Linked DNA regions of Mus musculus: region 2 is linked to region 1. The links are chromatin contacts, called in public HiChIP or PLAC-seq maps. All regions are on one chromosome and are shown on one strand. The core of a region is the stretch at or near the end of the contact, and the rest is flanking DNA. Distances in the headings are between cores, read along the strand shown. Region 1 has its middle 84 kb from the start of Gm40653. Region 2 holds the start of Net1 (neuroepithelial cell transforming gene 1).

Region 1 (6,551 bases), core at 2,129-4,628:
CTGCCTCTGTACATAAGCCCTCTCCCATATTCATATTAAAAAAAAAACAATAAAACTCACCAAGCTGGACTTACATAAGTCTTGCTGTGTCTAAACAGGAATCTTGATTTGTTCTGTAAAAATGTCAGAGAATTATGTCTTCCCGGGGACCTGTTCTAGGCCAAGGATCTGATAATCTCTGACATATCCAGTGCCTGAGGTGGCTTTAAATTTAGAGGATTTTCACCTATGCTCTTGCTTTATCCTCACAACTCTAAGTAGGCAGATGTCAAAAGAGGTAAAATAAATTTAGAAAGCATATCTTCTTTTTGCATATAAGCAGATGCTCCTGAATTTACAATTCAAAATCTCACTGTGGGATCAACTAAAAGCCATCTAGAGACACATCTGCACGAGATGATAAAACAGGAGAACAGGGTGAGCTAGCTAGCCAAAACTCTTCTGTTACAGGAACTTGTATTGAACTGCACTCAATGAATAGGTTATACAAGGGTGTTTGTTTGGAAGAATGCTACTTTTTATTTACATATATGATTATTACCTTTTATCTGAACACCCTACAGGTAACAGACAAATGAAATTTGATATTAAATTCTAATGTTGAAATTTGAAAGACTGCGAAAGGAGCCCCTCGCTCAGGCCTCAGGACAATAGCGGATACCCAAGAACTCACGATAGACCGAGCTTGTTGCAAACCACATGAAGCTTTATTTGGGGAAAGCCAGAGCTCTGGGGATGACTCATATCCCATGCAGGGGTAGAGGAGTCGACCTCGACGGGAAAGAGGTCCCAGTTTTTATAGGCCCTCAGGGGGGAAAGGAGAAGGGGGAGAGAAGGGATTTCCAGATCTAAACAATGTCTAGTCTCAAGAAATGGGTATGGGAGGGGTACAAGGAAAGAGTCTGGTGCAGGTGTAGCAACTCAGGATTGGCTGGGCTGTGGTTGCTGGGGAGATTTTCTGACTCTTTTTCAGCAACCAATATCACAAACACCTGGCAATGGGCTTCATCAGTGGGCACAAACATGGGTCAAGGAACGGTCAAAACATTGGCAGACACACAGGTTCAAGGAGTGGCCAGAGCATTGTGCACCTCTATTTTTCTAAATCAGTGAAGCTAGTTCTGCTAACACTGACATCTGTCTTGCCAATTTCAGGGCTTCTTTGTCCTTTTACATTCTGTCAGGATCTTTCAAATTCATCCTTTGCTACAGCTGTAGTGATCCTCTAGGGTAGTGACTTGGAGCCAGCAGGCACCTTTCAGGATCACAGACCTCTCTGAAGTGCAAGACACAGACAGACAGACAGACACACAGATGGTAATCCACTTTTAGTAAAACCTGACTTTCTAGACGACTCATTCTCCCTCATCTCATTGTCTTTCGCTGTTGCACCCCATGTACCCCTGCCACCCAACTAATGCATAGGCACAATGGCAGCCTTTATTTACATTGGCTTTTTTCTTATTTATGTAGTAATTAAAATTAAAATGTAGTAAAAAAAGTAAAAATGTACTTATAAGTCTGACTAAATTGGAGCCGGGTGTGGTGGCGCACGCCTTCAATCCCAGCCTCAGTAGGCAGAGGCAGGAGGATTTCTGAGTTCTAGGCCAGCTTGGTCTACAAAGTGAGTTCCAGGACAGCCAGGACTATACAGAGAAACCGTGTCTCGAAAAACTAAAAAAAAAAAAAAAAAAAAAAAAAGGTCTGACTATATTGGGAACAAAGTGCTAGCAACAAACAAACAAACAAACAAAAAACAAAAACAAAACCCCAAAAGACAAACAAACAACAAACAAACAGAAAAAACAAAAAACAAAACGAACACCCAGACTAGTAGAGGAGTTAAAAGCCCTTTAACAACCACCACCCCCCAGGAAGATTCTGTAGACTCTGAGTCCAAAGGTCAGTCTCGGGTCTCTCCTTTTTGATGACTAATGTTACATTGTTTGACTTTCTACAAAAATATTTAGCTGTGCTTATTTACATAATTCTATCTCCAGGGCATACAGTAGGCACATATTTGTTGTAAGGAATCCCTATAGGAATGAGAAGACAGGATGAAGACGCCAAGATCATCCCACTAAAAAGAAGAACTGAGAATGTTCTCATCATCTAATTTGTAGAAAAGTCTGTGCATTCCCTTTTAACTTCCAGCTATGCATCTGTTTAAAAAAGAGAATGATAAAAGGCACTATGGGGAAATCCCAGCATCTTCAAGAAAACACCATTATCTTCAGTCACAGGAGAGTGGGTTAGGAATACCTCCCCCCCCCACCCCCCCCACCTGCACAACTCTTCCAGGGAAAACAGAGGCTTTAGAATCTGAAGCACAGACTCACATCTAACCTTTGAGAGAGGCATTCTAAGTCAGATCATACCAGTCCACAGATACTAAATGATACAATCAGAAAACCTTTTGAGAAGCAATCGCCCTCCACCCTACCACCCACTCTCCCTCCCTTTCTTTTCTCAGACAGGGTCTTTTGTAGCTCAGGAGGGTCTTGAACTCTGGATCTTCCTGGTTCAGTGTTCCCAGTACCCAGCCTTGAAAGACATTTTTCAAACAATGTTTAACACTAGGCGTCAGAGTCTGAACTTCTGAACTTCTAAGACTATCAGAAGTCATTCTACAACTATAAAAAAAGAAAAATGTCACCACTGTGGGTGTGATTGGCAAACACATTCTTGAACATTTCTGCATTTTCTTAAACTTTATTTACATTATGCTCCACCCTTAAAGTTTCCTTCTAATTATCTGCAAGCTGGATAACTATCTCACTCTGTCTCTCAAAAATCCCCCCACGGACGGGAAAAGTTAAGTAAGGGCTGGAGGGACGTTTCTGGGGTTGTCTGGTTTTGTCCCTAAAAGACACCCAACGCCCCTGGACCTCCCTTTGGGGCACGCAAAGCGAAAGCTCTTCAGAATAGCTTGGCTGCTGGGAAGCCACCGCAGGTCTCTTTTTCTGCCCTGTCTAGCAGGGTCACCGGTTTTATCTGGGGAAACTCAACTCTTAACTTTAGTTGGGCCACCAGCCGCCCCTTGCCCAGCACCTTCCCGGACCCCATAGCCAGGGATCTTGGCTCACCTGACCACGTTGGGTTGCTCGAAGGTCTCCAGGTGCCTCAGCACCGCCACCTCGTGGATGGTGGAGAGCGGCATGCCCTCCTCACTGGTCTGCGAGTGCTCGCGCTTCAGAGCCAAGAAGCGGCCGCCGTTCTTCAGGTCGTGGGCCTTGAACACCTTCCCGTAGGCGCCTTCGCCGATCTCCGCCACGCACTCATACTGCTGATCGGCGCGACTCAGGCTGTCCTTCTCCATGCTGGCTTCAGGCTGCCGACGCGGCACAGTGGAACCGGGGTGCGCACTCGCTGCCTTACACGCCTCGGGGACACCCGGGCTAGACGGACCGACCTCTTCGCCCGCGGGCGCAAGCCGGGCGCAGCCGCCGCGAAACTCCGCTCTTCCCCCTCAGCAGAGATTACGCTGTCTGCCCACAATCTCTGCACCTAGGAGGAGGAGACCGGAGGACAAGGAGAAAGTGTGACTGCCCGGGAGACTTCCACCCGGTTTCACCAGCTCCCCTCCTCCCCCCCTCTACTCGCCCTGGCTGCCTAATCCGGCCGGGTTTCTCGGATAGAAACCGGTCTTCGCTAGGAAGAGGTTGCTGGGTCCCCTGGGGATGAGCGCTGCGCGGGACGCAGCGGGACGAGAGGGGGCGTGCCGAGCAGCCCAGAGTGTGTCCAGAGCGCGGGGGAGGGGAGGCGCCGGGCGTGTCAATGTCACGGCTTAATATTTATACCTATTTCGTTATTCTCCGCTGCCCTCCCTGACTCCGGGGGCCTGGTCGTGCTGGGTACGGGGCGACCTGGGGGAGTTCGGAAGCTGGCATGAAAGCACCGGGGGTTCACCCGTGTGGGGTCGCAGAACGGGGTTGGGGTTCCTAGGACCTTGTAACCCGATGCTGCGTGTATGCGAGTAGGGGTGGTCAGACATCTGCTCGGAGATTGCTTCCTTTCTTTCTACTTTCAGTTTTTCTACAGGGAGATATTTGAAAGGGACTCGCTCTCACAAATGGTCTTTGGGGTAAGGCAAGCTTAGTGGGAGACGAAATTCTGCCTCTGACTCGGAGGACCTCCCGGGTAAAAACTCAGGGAGGACAGACCATCTGGTAGGGGAGGGCTGGGGCTACTAGAGGTGGGAGAGCGAGGGACCCTGGAAGGGGAGAAGTGTCGTGGCCCCTTCTCCCCACCCCCCAAAGATCCCAAGGATGTAGAAAAGGCAGGTCCGTCACACTTTCTCTCGTTCTGTCCTGAAAAAGTAACTTCGGGACTTTGCTAGCTAACCGGGACTGGTCCTTAAGTTTTCAACCCGTGCAAAAGCAACCGCCCTTACGACGGTGGGGGTGGGGGGCAGTAAACGTAGGTCTCCCGGGTGTGAGAAGGGTTAGGTCTCCCTTGTGTCGCGACTTCCGAACTCCCGCCCGGAATCCTGGGCGGCTGAATGTTGGTAGCCAAGACAGTCGCTCTGTTCTCCAAAGGCTGGTGGCTAGGTCCCACGCGCGGTCGGGCGCCCCCTCCCAGTTCTGTTGTTTAAGGATGACCGAGCCAGCCTTCCTGTCCCACGGCGGCCTTAGTCTGGGCTGGACCTTGTTCCACCACAGCCGCGTGTCCGGAACGGTCGCCATGCGTTTACCTGCCCCGCACCCCTCCTTCCCCGCTCGCTCTTCTGCCTGGAATTAAAGAACAAATGGCGCGACCCCCACTGGGTGCGAGCATAGCACCACCAGGCCAAGGCAGGGCCACTCCCGGCTCCTTTGAGAGCTTTCCTAAAAAGCTGCGGAAAGGACCCTCCAGCCCTCGGTCGGGGGTCGAGGGCCACACAGGTAGCGGGAGCAAGGGCCTTGGCGCCCGTCCTCCCCTTCTGCCGGTGTCCAGCCCAGGCTCCCGGAGGGGGCAGCCGTCCTACCCCCGCTGGCCTACATTTCCCAGACGGAGCGGCGGTGCCTAGCCCCCTCCCCTCCCCCTCTTTTGTTGTTGTTGTTGTTGTTGTTGTTGTTTTCCCACGCTGGCTGAATGTGACTTGACCCCATTTCAAAAAAGTTTGACATAGTGCTTCAACCTTTCCGCTTTCCTCCGCGACTATAAAGGCTGCAGCGGCCTCCTGCTTTCTGTCTCTGCTCTCTGTCTTCACACTCAATGAAATCCTTCTTGAGCCTCTCCCGAAGCCTTGCCAAACGCTGCAGGGGTCGCCACCAGCTCGAGGGGAGGCTGTGCAAACGCAGATTCGCCCGCTCAGATAACGCCCACGTGCACAGGACCAGTGAGCCGCCGAGCCCCGGGCTGCTCCTGCCCAGGGTGTGCATTTGAACTGCAAAGCTTTAAATAAGAAAAGTAAACTTGGGGGGTGAAGCACGAGTGCACGCTTGCGGGGCTTCAACCCGGGTGGGCTGTGTGCACTAGTCTGTGCATAACGCGCCCGAGGGGTCGCCAGCAGGAAGCCTGGGCGAACGTTTTACTACTTAGTTGGGAAGATGGGGCCCATACCCACACCCCTCCGGAGGCTACAGAGGGAACTTGCACAGGGGAAATAAACGTGCGGGCGCGGAAACATTCTCCAGCACGGAATCCCACCCAGAAGGCGCAGGTTCAAATTTTACGCACGAAATGTTCGAGCTGGCATAGGACCCTGGTGTCGGGGTGACCCCGTTGTGGGAGGTTCCTCTCGAGACCTCTAGCTCCCCCCAGTTGGCCCCCAAACCTACCCAGCCTCAACGTTAACCCAAGAGAATTCCGAGGGGCCACACAGCCCCCTACAGCCCGTTAGTCTCGCCCAACCCGAACCTCGCCGGGGACCCCCGCGCCTCAGCCGACGCACGCGAGTCCGTGGCCAGGGGCACCGGCCTTCTGCGGAGCTGGAGTGTCTGTCTGTCCCCGCACACGTTCGCCCCGCGGAGCAGGTAACTGACTACTGCGGCCCAGGCGAGCGGCGCTCTGCGGGCAGGGGGTGGGCACAGGGGCAGAGGGACGGCGGAGGGCGCCGCCCGCGGGGCAGCTGGAGAGGCTCGGGAGCCTCGGGGCTCTGGCCCCGGCTTGGGGGCCGGAGTGGAGGACGGCGGGGCGTGGATCTGAGAGCCTCCGGGCCCGAGAACCATCCGGAGGTGAGTGTGCAAATTAAAGCCTTCTGGAGCAATCGAGCGAGGCCTGGCCCGGCCCTGGCTGTGCTCCCCAGCGATCTGCTCCGAACTGGGGGCCGGGAGGGCGGGGGAAAGTTAAATGAAAATTTCTGGTTCTCACAGCAACCACTCTAATGGGGGAATCTCGCGACTGAAAATAAGTGGCGTGAAAGGGATCCAGTGGGATGTGGCGTCGGGGGTCTGCAGGGTTTCAACACCTAAGGTCCCCCAGAGTTGGGGTGTTGACAGGGTGAGGCGGGGGGGAGGCGGAGAGGGGGTTATGAGGACAGATGAAAACAAAATAAAGCAACAGTACTTATGAGCGTTCCGTGGGGTGGTAGAAAACCACATTTTCCTACACGCAAAAACCGGACCTTT
Region 2 (6,551 bases), core at 1,933-4,432, 560 kb before region 1:
CTGCTCCTCATGGCTTGCTTAGTCTTCTTTCTTATAGAACCCAAGGCCACCAGCCCAGGGATGGCACCACCTATGATGGACTGGTCCCTCCCCCATCAATCACTAATTAAGAAAATACCTACAGGCCTACCAATTTTCTCCACCCTAACCTGAAAAAACTATGTTATAACAGAGGAACCATTTGTCCAGAGTTGAAGATTCAATGATTCGCAGGTCATGTATTTAGTTCTGTCCTAGACAGTGAAAAATACTGAATCCAGGAAGCAGAGGGACAGGTCATTTAGACAATAGAAGATCAATCTATTATACATTTGTAGGGTTTCACTGGCCTTTTCCAAGGTTTTGTGACCAACTCTCAATATGTAGTTATGGTGATTTGAGTGACAAATGTCCTTCATAGGCTCTAGTCTTCAAACACCTGGTCCCCAGTTGGTGGTGCCATTTAGGAATGTTTATGGGTGGACCCTTGGGTGAAGAAAGTATGTCACTAGGGTCTGGCTTTTGGAGTTCATAGCACACTCCATTTCCAGTTCCCTCTCTACCTTGTAGTTGTAGTCAAAGATATGATCATTTTTTTTCTCCTAACACTGTTCCTGAAGCTTGCTGCCACATCTCCCAACAACAACAGACCATAAGCCCAAATAAACTCATCCTTTGGTAAGTTGCTTTGGTCAGAGTGTTTTATTACAACAGAACATCAACAAGTAAAAAGTCCAGCTTCCTTCCACGTGCTTCAATATACCATGGGCCTTCAATTCCTTTTCTTATGGTACAACCTAGCTGAAAGTCTAGTATTTTATTGTAGATATTCAATAGATATGTATGAGTAGCTAAAAAAAAAGTAACAACTTCCCAAGTGAATGAATATTGAAAGAATTTTCCTGCACAATTTCCATGCAGTGCACAACTTCCATGAAGTCCCCATATCAGCATCTTTTATTATCTATCACATTGATAGTAAATGTTCCCTAATAACTTCTGGTGATAACACCAAAACCAGCTTCAGTATCTTCAGGAATAGAGACAAACTAACTTGCTTCTGTGTGTAAAAGTGTGTGGTTCCACTAAAATATCTTCATTCTACCAAACTCGGCATAGAGATCAATTGTTTTGGATGACATTTCTGTATTTACATTGTATTTGCTAAACGCAATATTTTCTCCAGTATCTCACTCTGTTTAAGAATTCTTAAATCAAGAAAATAAAAATAAAAAGCATTTTTAAGTGCCAAAAGTCTTACCACCTAGAAAAATTTAATTAATCTCAACTTTCTATTCTGTATAATTACAAAGAGTGATTTATAATTAATTATAGTTCTTTTGTGGGTAGGATTACTATTCTATGATGAAACACCATTATCAAAAGCAACTTGGAGGGGGGAGGGCTTATTTTACTCACACTCCCCTCACAAATCACTTCATGATTTGTCATAGGGTTTCTATTACTGTGATAAAACACTGTGACAGAGGGGGAAAAAAACTTGAGGAGGGTTTATTCAGCTTACACTTCTATATCACAGTTCATCATCAAGGGAAGTCAGGACAGGAACCCAAGCAGTGCAGGAACCTGGAGGCAAGAGCTGACGCAGAGGCCGTGGAAGAGTGCTTACTAGCTTGTTCGTCATGTCTTCCTCTCCCTACTTTCTTACAGAACCCAGGACTACCAGCCCAAGAATGGTATAGCCATGATGGGCTGGCCTATTTCCCATCAACTACTAATTAAGAAAATGTTCTATAGACTTACCTACCGCCTAATATTAGAGAGGGTTTGTCATGGTTTGAATATGCTTGGCCCAGGGAGTGGCACTGTTTGGAGGCATGGCCTTGTTGGAGTAAGTGTGTCACTGTGGGTGTGAGCTTGAATACCCTTGTTCTATCTGCCTGGAAGCCAGTATTCTGCTAGCAGCCTTCAGATGAAGATATAGAACTCTCAGCTCTTCCTGTACCATGCCTGCCTGGATGCTGCCATGTTCCTGCCTTGATGATAATGGACTGAATCTGTATTCCAGCCCCAATTAAATATTGTCCTTATAAGGGCTGTCTCTTTCATGGTGTCTGTTCACAGCAGTAAAACCCTAAAACAGAATTTTTCTAAATTGACATAAAACTAGCCATCATTGTTCTATATTTCATATTTTATGCTTTCAGTTAAAATCACAATGTTTTGTTTTACTATATACCTCTTATTTTTAATTTTCTTTTATTTTCAAGATTATAATATAATCACACCATTTTCTCCCTTCTCTTTTCTCCTTCCCAACTCTCTCCTATACCCCTTCTTGCTATCTTTCACATTCATGGACTCTTTTTATTAATTATTGTTACATAGTCAATATGTAACAATATGTTATACATATATGTTCCTAAATACACAAATACAGCCAGCTCAGTCTGTATGATGTTATTTGTATGTTTTCAGGGCTAGCTGTTAGTATTGGCTAACCAATGGTATTCCCTGAAGAAGACCATTTCTTTATCGGCTGAATGCAGTCTTCACAGTTAATCAGTTATATTTAGACATCTCCCAGTCATTCATTTAGATTGCCTTTAATTTTTCTATTATACACAACATCATTAATATCTCCCTGTATACAAGAGAGACTACATTTAAGACCATTAGCGATATTTAAAATCAGAGAACGTTTTTATTTACCAATCTTCACATAATAACCTGAGCAGGGTCCCTTGTTTCATGCTGCACGTTTTGCAGTCTTGCAAGCAGAGAAAGCAGCCCTTTCCATTCGGTAAAGCGACTGTGTCCTACTTACTGAAAGACAGGAGTACATAACTAGATTTCACTGGTTCTCTAGAGACATCCTGGAGAACAAAGTATTGTCTTTGGCAATTGGGAATATATTCCACATGTATAACTTAGTGTTTATACGTCCAACTGCCTCTTGCTTTGGGGTCAATACCTTCATCCTGTCTAACGCTAAACAACAACAAATGATAAACAGCTTCCGATCCATTTTCCTGCCCTGCAAGTGAAAGTTCTAGTGAATAGAGACTGCCTTTCAGGAGTAAGGTGTGTAGTTAAAATAAATCCCCAAATTCCTAACTTTCACCTTACCACTTTCCCTTTGTCACTGGAGCTCCTAAAAGTTTGGTATGAAGTCTTCTGATTAGGGCGGGACTCCACGTAGCCTAGCAACCGCTTCCCACTCTCTGATTGGCCGATCTCTGGGCAGCCGCCATTTTCAAATCCCCGGATGACGGCGGTAGCCGCTCTCTGCTAGAAGGCGACTTGCTGCCTCGCAGAAGCTGGCGGGCATTGTGCCCGCCACGATCGGTCTCCTGGGCACTGGGCCACCGCCCCACCAACCCCCCTTCTCCGGACATGGAGCCAGAGCCGGCGGCTCAGAAGCAGCCCCGACCTCGGAGGAGAAGCCGCAGGGTCTCAATGCTCAGCGAGGAACCTGCCGCGGGGCTTCCGGCCGACACACCCGGGCCGGCGGCGAACGAGAGGTGAGGGTGGCGGGAGGTGGGTGAGAGCCGGGGACCGAGTCTGGAGACTCAGGACGGGATGGACTGGACGGTGGGTGACCAAGGACTGGCAGTGCAGTAGGGGAGGTTGGGGAAGGCCGGGCAGAAATGCCGCGGGAGGAGAGTGCGCTGCCCGGCGGGCTGCACCGAGGGCTGCACAGCGACTGCTCGGCCCTGCGTAGAAGGGGTGGACTCGTTGGACTTGTTGACAATCTCCTTTAACCCCGTCCCTGGGGAACCGTACATCTGCACCAGAGCTGTTCTCTACCAGAAACTAGTTGTGGATGCAGGCGCTCAGATCAAGACTGTCGTGGACCCTGTGATGAGAAGAGGAATTGTCACCTGAACAGATACCAACCCTTTCAGCCTAAAAGCGGCTGTTCAAATGAAATGTCCTTTGCAGACCAGAACAGGACAGGCTCCTGGAATGAAGAGATCAGAGAAAGACTCTTTCTGGCTTTTCAGTTATTAGCACATTTTCACATTCTGTGTTGTATCTTCATTTCTATGTGTCTGGGAAAGGCAAACACTAGGTTGATTTCAGAAATCTGTGTCTGGAAGAGAGGCTGTGGGAGTCATAATATTTTTATTAAATAGGAAATTGAAATGGCATTTGTCTGGACTACTCTGTCATTCTTTTGCCCTTCGAAATATGAGAAATGGTCTCAAAGTACTGAATGCAATGGTTTCCCATTATAACGTTAGACATTGAGTTACAAAGTATGTAACTTTGTTCAAATCTACGTCTACATAGTGAGTTTATGATAGTGTCTGCCTCATATAAGGCACTGTGTGAACATCAGTACTTATCATGGGCCTCGGCAGAAAACTCGGCAGAAATCTTGTCTGTCAGTTTTAAATCTGTTAAAGTAACAGTGCTGTGTCTGCTCCATCTTTTCAGACATCCCCATGGTCCACTTGACATGATTTCAGGGTTTTTTTGGTTTTGTTTCTGAGACAAGTTCTCACTGTGTAACTTGGTTACCCCAGAACTCACTACCTGTGTAGAGACGCTGGCCACAAACTCATATTGTACTTCTGTACCAGAGCTGTTCTCCATGGAAACTGGTGGACTGTAGGTGGTCTTACATCCATAGGACTATTGGTGAGAAGAGGAATTGTCACCAAGCAGGCTCCAAACCGTTCTGCCTAAAAACTGGTCTTTCTTCCTTAGCCTCCCCCTGTTCTCGGATTGCAGTGTGAACCTCGACGCCCAGGTCATTTGATAGGATGTTAAATTAATCTTTTATATAGCTTATAATCTAATCATGACAAATGGTTTTGAGGAAAAAGCAAACACCTTACTTTCATTATCAAGGCATGGGCAAACCCATTGTATTAAGTAACTCTATAAAGAGCTAGATTCTTTCAGTTAGTACTGATTTTTATGAGTTTGAAGTTTAAGGCAATATTTACCAGAATTCTTGCCTTCTGAAACTTCCTCTCTTCCAATCAGACCGTGTGTTTAAGAAGTCAGAGTGCAGAAAGAAGGCATCTTTGAGACTGAGAATTACAAGAATTAGGATGGGCTAGTGAAGGAGCAGAAAAGGAGGACTTCCTGAAGATGAACAGAAGCAGTGCTTCATTCCACGTGTGCTCAGTGTAATACAGTTGCACCTGCCCTAGCATCAGACACTGTTGAGGATGATGGGGATTCAGGTGAACAAAAGCAGATGGAGCGCTTGCTCTCAGGAACCTTAGATTCTCTTGGGAGGCGTTGGTCACATCATGCAGTGAATTTAAGCCTTTTTGATTCTGTGCAGAAGAGGAAAGATTCTAGGGCCCAGAGTTGGTAGATGACTCCAAGGAAACAGTATCCTCCAGACATAAGAGCACTGATGCACATCTAAACTTACAGAGATTGAAGGAATGCACAAGACCTGCAACAGGTTCAAACCAGACAAGATCCTAGCACTGAGAATGGGAGAGTTGACACACCATCCCACTCAGAACCAAGAAGCTGTTTGCAATTGATACCTCCTGGGAAAAGGAAAATTGTTGTTTTGTTTTGTTCCAGTGGAGTATTGGTATATCAACCACACTCCAGAGCAAGGCCCATGCCCAGGTGTCTTGGTCACTGATCCATTTTTGTGAAGAGACACCATAATCGAGGCAAAACTTAAAGAAAAGGTTTAACTGAGCCTGGCTTACAGTTTCAGAGGGTAGTCCATTATTATCATCATCATGGGACGCATGTAAGCAGACATGGTGCTAGAGAAGTAGCCAGAGCGCTTTATCCCCATCTGCAGGCAGAAGACAGTCTGACAGGGCCTGGCATGGGCTTTTGAAACCCCAAAATTCATCCCCAGTGACATACTCCTTCAACAAGGCCACACCTCTTAATCCTTCTAATCCTTTTCAAGAGTTTGCATTCAAATATATAAGCCTATAGGTGTTGTCTTATTTTCAAAACTTACTTTAATAAGGGTTCTTAAATGCTTCAACCTCCATTCTAACCTACCACCCACCAGAAGTAATGAAAAGGTTAATAGGGCAAAGGCAGATGTAGACCTGTTTAGAAGGGGTGATTCCAATCTTCAATGTCAGGATATCTGTAGCTCAGTTCTCATGAATCAGCAGTGGTAGCTGGATCCACTGGCAAACACCGTTCACGAATTAACAAGGGCTGTTTGATCCAGAGGAAACCATGAGGCTTTGCCAGTCGCCAGTCAGCCCAAGTCCAAGGAAGCTGCAAGAAGCCATGGAAATATCATGAGAAGTTCTTTGGTGAATTTCTCTCTACAAAGTCATGACAAGCAGTAACCAGTGAAGAAAGCAAAACAAAACCATGGTGGAGTGTCATCCACTGTCTGTTGCATTATAAATATACACTTTCCAAGCATCACGTGTCCTCTCAAGCATTTGCTCCAGCAAGACATCACATGTTCTTTTTCCAGGCAGCTTCCAGAAAAACACCATGTGTCTGTTCTCAGCAAAACATCTTCTCCTGTCTGCTTCAGCAAAAACATCCTCTCATAAGACAGTTTCCAGAAAAAATATCACATGACACGATGAGTCTTCGAAGAAACCAGCATTTCCACTTCATATAGGGGCTATTCTTATTCAGAC

The links. HiChIP or PLAC-seq counts read pairs in DNA pulled down with a chosen protein or histone mark.
Region 2: a FOXA1 HiChIP or PLAC-seq map of pancreatic cancer cells shows a contact between it and region 1. The contact joins the promoter of Net1 here to the enhancer-like site in region 1. A contact is called at or near these places in 3 of 39 promoter capture datasets (cranial neural crest, liver and pre-B cells) and 2 of 115 datasets of contacts at active chromatin or transcription factors (pancreatic cancer cells and pro-B cells).

The regions. Positions count from the first base shown.
Region 1 is chr13:3,357,923-3,364,473 of GRCm38.p6, reverse strand. It overlaps the pseudogene Gm16505. Among named protein-coding and RNA genes, the nearest start is that of Gm40653, 84 kb to the right of the region's middle. Within about 2 kb of position 3,378, at least 47 of the 459 cell types and tissues checked have an H3K27ac peak or open chromatin away from gene starts, as enhancers often do. A contact at or near this core is called in pancreatic cancer cells, where this site is marked.
Region 2 is chr13:3,914,851-3,921,401 of GRCm38.p6, reverse strand. Net1 (neuroepithelial cell transforming gene 1) reads left to right here and starts at 3,182. Exons shown (of 12, transcript NM_019671.3): 1 at 3,182-3,464. The coding sequence starts at 3,337.